Regions from separate parts of the Mus musculus genome. Here region 2 is linked to region 1. The links are chromatin contacts, called in public promoter capture Hi-C maps. All regions are on one chromosome and are shown on one strand. Each heading gives the region's core, a stretch centred on a gene start, on an enhancer-like site or on the middle of the called end of the contact. The rest is flanking DNA. Distances are from core to core; before and after follow the strand shown.

What was found. Capture Hi-C pulls out chosen DNA fragments and counts their contacts.
Region 2: a promoter capture Hi-C map of liver shows a contact between it and region 1, with 3 times the contacts expected there. The contact joins the promoter of Klra3 here to the promoter of Klri2 in region 1. A contact is called at or near these places in 3 of 9 other capture datasets (adipose tissue, liver and macrophages).

The regions. Positions count from the first base shown.
Region 1 is chr6:129,738,457-129,741,804 of GRCm38.p6, forward strand. It overlaps Klri2 (killer cell lectin-like receptor family I member 2), which reads right to left and starts at 2,028. Exons shown (of 6, transcript NM_177155.4): 1 at 1,749-2,028; 2 at 612-704; 3 at 403-471. The coding sequence starts at 1,962.
Region 2 is chr6:130,335,659-130,339,323 of GRCm38.p6, forward strand. It overlaps Klra3 (killer cell lectin-like receptor, subfamily A, member 3), which reads right to left and starts at 1,968. Exons shown (of 8, transcript NM_001289605.1): 1 at 1,813-1,968; 2 at 30-193. The coding sequence starts at 141.

The DNA of each region.
Region 1 (3,348 bases), core at 778-3,277:
TCCTGGCCATATTCTGACATGCCCGTCTTTTCATATTTTTTCCGTACTCATAGTATGAAGTCCTAACACTTGGGACTATGATTTATATTTGTTGCTAGTTAATTACAATACATTTGATATTGTTTTCAAGCTATCTAGATAAGGGGACAATGTCAATAGTTCATATTTGTATTCACTATACTTATACCTAACAATGAAATAAAACAGTATTCACTTTTATTTATAATAATTTAGATTTTTTTCACATTCTACTGTTATTTTTTTCTTTCCCTGAGGGGGAAAAATGAATATAGAACACTACATTTGTTCATCGTTCTCATTGAAGTCTGTGGATCTAAGGAAGAGTCTACCCTCCTCCCCAAAAAAAGTGCTGGAAATTAATTGTAAAAAACACATACTTACCATCATTCCTGTCACATAGAGGATCAAGAAGGGAGAACTTTCTGCTTTGTTTTTCTCCTTTAGAAAATACTGCAACAAAATTGCATCAGTAATAAATAGTATTTAGCATACATTTGCTAGTGCAATATAATATTTAGTCTTCATAGTGAGTTGCTATAGCAATAGTAGGCTGATTATAAGAAGAACAAATTCTTTTTATAGTTACTTACAGCTTGGAATCAAGAAGCCCACTTTTGTGACCAAAATAATGCATAACGTTGCTAAGATGACAGTTATCATTTGCCATGTTGTCAGCCAGGGATCTAGACACAACAGAAAGAAGACAGGAGAGAGTTTCTCACTTTTAAGGCTTGAAGACAATTTCTTCTCATTCTCCCGAGTCTTCATAATACTGTCTAATTTTTCAGAGGTCAATCCTGAAGTTTCTTGGTGGCCTTACCAGCCTACTTTATGCTCCAAAGTCCTTCATGTCAACTCCTTGTTGTTTTTCTTTCTACACATTGAAGTTCAGGGTTGGTTATCACTCTTCCTACTTTAATATGCTTTATTTCTAATTCTTCCCCATTGTAAATTCATGTCTCCTTGTTGTGATCCTTTCTTTGGTGATGAAATCTTGCAAGTTGCTTCTCTCTGATAAACATTTTCTCTCAGTAGTTTCTATCTGCAGTGCTGCCTTCTAACATCAGTCCTTCCTGCCCATCCCTATCTCCATGTTGGAGATCAGCAGCTTAAATACAATGTCTTTATGGTTTTTTCCCTCTTAGTTACTGAGATGCATCTGTTCATCTTCTGACTTTCACTGCATAAGCCAATAGGAAGAAACCGTTGTCTCATGGTAAATTTACTAAAATAAACAATCATTTAAACTAAGAATCTTGTTACCCTATATTCTAACATCATTCAACCCCTAAATTTGAATACCATTAACTCACTAAGTATGAAATCTTATAAGTTTTACTTCCAAAATGTTTTTACAATTTTTCTATAATATGCCATGTGTTTGTGTGGGGCTGAATTAGGCTAAATAGTATTTTTTTAAAATCAATAATTACTTTTAAAATAACATGGGGATAAATAGAAAGAATACAACTTCTATACAGTTATGTGTACCATTCCATCAAGTAATACAATCTCTTGAGACCTGAGTCATTGATATTTTAGGGGTAATAAACAGAGACTCTTTAAGCACTAATCTGTTTCATGGTAGTATTTTGAAATAGTTAAGATGCTAAAAATGCAGACATTTAGGATAGTGTCACAATCTAATGGTTTTGAGGAGATAACAACCCACATGCAAGAATTGAGATCTAGCCTTGACAAAATACATACAAAATATATTATCATACCTATTCCTTTGCCCACATCGAATCCTGTCCTGGGCTGGGGGTGGAATATTCTGTGAACTTTCAGTTCCTGTTTTTTCTGTTCTTCTCTCCACACAGTAGATCTCTGGTCTGTCTTCGAGGGTCTCTGCTTTTCTTGAAATGTGGGAGATTTTGTTCCTATGTTAATAATCTCCTGCTTGTTTGTTCCATGTTTAATATGCTTTTTCTTGTGCATTTTTTTTAGTCCTGAAAAGACTGGACTAGCTTCCTCTCAGTCTTGGTAACTTGCCTCTACTGCTCTGCAACATCTTCCATGCAAAAAAAAAAAAAAACATAAAGAGTACAGTTCTCACTTCCTACTGCACCAGTGAGAGATGCCCTAGTTCTGATACAGTCTATGCAGAGGGAACAATGACAAGTGCATCTGTGATGATAAAAGTAAATACACACTGACAATGAAAAGCTTGCTACAGGTATAATATGTTATTCTGTGAATCTCTCTCTCTCTCTCTCTCTCTCTCTCTCACACACACACACACACATTAGTTTACTTCAAGGAGTGGTGTGATTATAAAAATATTGCTGATCAAATATTTATAAATTATAGTTATATAATTTTATAGGGGGAGGAATTAAAATATCCACTACTTTAAAAATAGATGACAAAATAATTCATAGTGATAAAAATAAAAAGAAGCTGTTAAAATTCTATCTCACACAGAGTTGCATTACTAATTTCATATAGTTTTCACCCACAACCTTTAAATAAACAAAAATGTGTATATAAAAAAAGACATGATAAAAGACTGAAAAGAATAGATAAATTGTTTAAGCTTTAGGTATATGTAGAAGAGGAAAAGCTTTTAAATACATTTCGTTAATAATAAAATTACATACAAAAATTACAAAAGCTTTCTATCATTAATCGAAAAGAAGAAGAAATGCAAATGAAAAGGTCCATGATATGACATTCTTATCTGGAAAATCATCTGTAATTGCACATGTTGGAGAGCATGCAGGAAAACAAAATGGGTATCTTTGGCATATGCAACTAGATAAGATACTAACTGTATTGTGTCCATCTTTCTAGGAAAGATTTGTCAGAAAGTTCAGAAAGCTAAATAATATGTGCACCCTACTGATTGAACCACTGTAAACACTCATAAAATAGCAGTCTACTTATATATTGTCTGATAATTGGGAAGACTGACAGTTGTTGAAAGTGTAAAGTAAAGACTGGAGCTTAGAAATTCATTGTGTTTAGGAAGAGACCATCAGTACTGAGGTAAAATCTTGGAAGTGTTTTCTGAGAGCACATCGATGATGTGTACTTCTGGGTATCAGCTGAACTTGGTAGTGTAAGAGCCACCTAGATGGCACTAATTTTGAAAGAGTGAAGAAGTCATATAGAGCATCTGAGGCTTGGCACTGTGAGAAGCCCGAGAAGACTGTTGTCTGAGGTTATATCCTCAGTGACAACAGAAGACCTCATTCATTTAGAGATATTAGTACAATGGGATGACCAATAAGAACAGCAGCATTTTTGGAGTAGATTCTGCCTGAGCTTAGAGGCCAAGCTGTGTGTGCTGCAGACAGCAGACTAGTAAAGTGAGTCAAATCT
Region 2 (3,665 bases), core at 718-3,217, 600 kb after region 1:
ATGTGATATTAGATACTTTAAACACTTACTTCTGTTGCCAACTTCTCTGGGCCCTTGAGTCTCCTCATGCCTTACTAGTTTCTGCAACCCTGAAGACTTATGAAGTCTCACAGTTGAGTAAGTGACCTCTGGCTCACTCATCGTGGGAGTACAAGAAGTCTGTTCGTTGGTAAAATGGGGATTTCAATGAATTCTAAGAAAAATGTTAAAATGTTCACCTATGGGAACATAACTGGATATGATGATACAGAGAAATTAAAAAGGGTAGAGTCTGACTAACTCACTTAATAATCCAAACACCCTGACATGCACTGATCCCAATTTCCATCACAGATAAGAACTCATTGTAGATTTCTGTTAAGTTAGTTTATCTTTCTAATGGTAATAGCAATTATTTCTAAGAAATATGAAAAAGATTAAAACTTTACTAAATCACTCTACCATTGATACTGTCTGTTTGCTCAAAATATTCAGCACATAAAAACACTAAAAAAATCATTGAAATATGTTTAAACAATCATTTCAAATAAAGACTCGAAATTTTAGGAATAAATAAAAATGTTGTTTTAGAATTATTTATATATTTTGATAATACATGAATATTAATTTTTTCAGTCTTCTTATTTATGCATGACTCTCAAAGTTTCCCAAAGATTAATTGAAGATCAATACTGCAGGTGATCCAAGGCACATAAATATCTATTGGCTTGAAGTCCCAGTCAGCTGAGATGTCCAACCAGTTCAACCAGCCATATTCTACACATTCTTATCCATGGTTGGACCTGGTAAGTGAATTCAACCAGATAAGTTCCTAATGAGTGGGATAAAACAGACTCAGAAAGAAAAATGTGGTATAAACTAACTCATCTGAGACTCTTGGCTCAAAGTTGTCACAAATGTTTTGTAAATTTTAGTAACTGCAGCAAACAGAAATATCATAAATAGACATTGCCAGCTAGGTTGTGAGAGCTACAGAGAGAGGAATAGAGGATACCTAAATGTGAACTTTTAATCTCACATCATTCTATGTACATGCCATGTCACATATAATAAATACACACATGATGTTGCAAGAGGAGTTTATATGAAAATAAATTTTCCCTCAATGCAGTACACATTTGCTAATGCCCATGGATACCATGTGATAGTAGACATCAATTTATTTGTAAATAGTATTTATAACTGACAATACCTTTACATTAATAACTGAGCTGAGGGCCAGCAGATAACAAATACAAGATGCACATGTGAAAACATTCTTATCTAGTTTTTCAATTTATGAAGTTTTTAGAATTGATTCACAATTTGCTTTGACAAACCAAGAATCCTTCCATTACAGAATTATTTTTTCAAAATTCTTATTATTATTGCTCTTCTGCTGGGTGAACTGAGGTGCACATGTCCTGAAGACAATTTTACTAAGTGAATCCTCCCACTCCAGCTTCATGTGAAGTCCAGGGATCAAATAGGTGGTCAGTCATCCTTATGTAGCAAGTGCATTTACACATTGACCCGTTTTACCTGGATCCTATTATTACATCTTTCAGATGGATAATATATAAACATTTGATGCAGTTATAGAGTAATTAACTTCAGAGATCCCTCTACCTTAATTTCTTAGCTCACAAGTCACAGTATACTCCTAAGAAAACAATTAGTGCAGAATAGCAGTTGTCACATGCTGCCAGAGTTAATCTGATCTAACACAACCAAAAGTGCTTCCCCATCAATCCAGCTCTCAAATCACACCCCCTGAAATTCTCTTCAGTATATTTGATCATTTGGTAGGAACAAAAAGGGAGATACTTTTACCTGTGTCTCTACCGGAGTGATGCTGGTGGAGGGAAAATTTGTCTGAAACGTTGGCGTTTTCTGGTTTAGATCTCCTACGAGTTTCAAAATTGAAAGTCGGAACTAAATTTCCACCGGGTGATACTCAACCTCATGATTTTCTGCCCCTCCTCGTCACCAAAGCAAAAAGAGGAAATTGCTTATTGCAATCTGAAACAACATATAGTATTGGATGGACAAAACAAATGTGAATGATTTATATTTGAAGATAGAGAAGATGCACACTGCTGCAGAGAGGGGAAAACATTGTCTTTAGCAAAACAAATAGGAAAAAGAGGGACTGAAGTTCGTAGGCTAATTTTGTCATAGACTGTTTGAAATTTACTCTTATGTTACTATTTTTTTAGTTACTCCTTGATTTTGAATTATACTAATTGCAGCTAAGTATATATTAGGAATTATGCTTTTAAGCACTCACATTTCCACTGCTGAAATCTTCCTTTTTAATTTTCTAGATCTTCAATCATAAATAATATTTCCATTGAATATTAATGTCATTCTGTATGGAGTGTTTTTATACTGATGTTGTCATGGTGCTGAAAATCAAATCTAATACAATGAACATGCTCAGCAAATATTATTTCCCTGAGCTACAGACTCAGGACTTGGTTTTGTTTTGTTCTGGTGTTTTTTTTTTTTTTCGGTTTTGTTTTGTTTTGTTTGTTTGTTGTTGTTGTTTGAGATGTTTTATCTTACTATGTAGCATAGGCTGACATTACACTCACATTCCTCAGTTCTCACTCGTTTCTGTCCTAGAATTATAGCTGTACACCATGACACAAATGTATTCCAGGTTAACAAACAAATAACAAGCATTCAATATATATATATATATATATATATATATATATATATATATATATATATATATATATGTGTGTGTGTGTGTGTGTGTGTGTGTGTGTGTGTGTGTATGTATAAAGATTTTAAAGCCATACATAATTACTAATTTCTTATGTGCAGCATAAATTAATTAGCTAACCCACTACTAATGAATATCCTAGTTTTTGTTGTTGTTAGTTTAAAAACTATATGAGTTATTCTTAGATCAGACTAAGCAAGACATTTTATGCATGAATTTATCTGATTCAAGGTAATATACATTTAAAGAACTCTAATATAGGATATCAGGTAACATCTAGTTTATTTACATTCTTTTGGTAAATAGTGAAAATACAGTTGATTTTTTAGAGAGTACATGAGGTAATGTTTCTTCTATGAGTTTTGCTCATTGGTTTGTGATGAAAATTGTTGGAAAGAAGCTGTTTCAGCAAAGACAGAAAGAAAGTCCAGAGAAGAGAGGACTTTGTAGTTTTGAGGATCTAACAAGTAATTGTCTTACCAGATGCTAGGTTTAGCCCTATAATTAACTTGTGCCAGAACAAGCCTCCTGTCACTGGTAGATAAAAACTTCATAAAAATCTATGAACCTACCAGATCACTACATTCCACCAACATGAAGGCTACAAATGTCCTCAGATGTCCTGTAGAAAAGTTTATCCCATATTGCTGCAACCTCCTCTCTGATGTATCCACCAATGTATGCTGAAATTGGCTGGATTTGTTACTATCTGGGTACTTTAAAACTCCAAAACTTCATGAAACTGCTTCCACATTGGAACATGGAGACATGATCACTCAAAATTGTTCCAGAATATACTTTCATTCCGTATAAGGTGAAAGCTGATTTTTGCATCAATAGCCCTCCATTGAAAGCTCTTGCTATGCACATTACTAGTGAGGCTACACATGCTGAATACTTCAGACACTTCACTGGGATTGAGGATGCAGTTCAGTGTAGGGCCTTGCTTGAC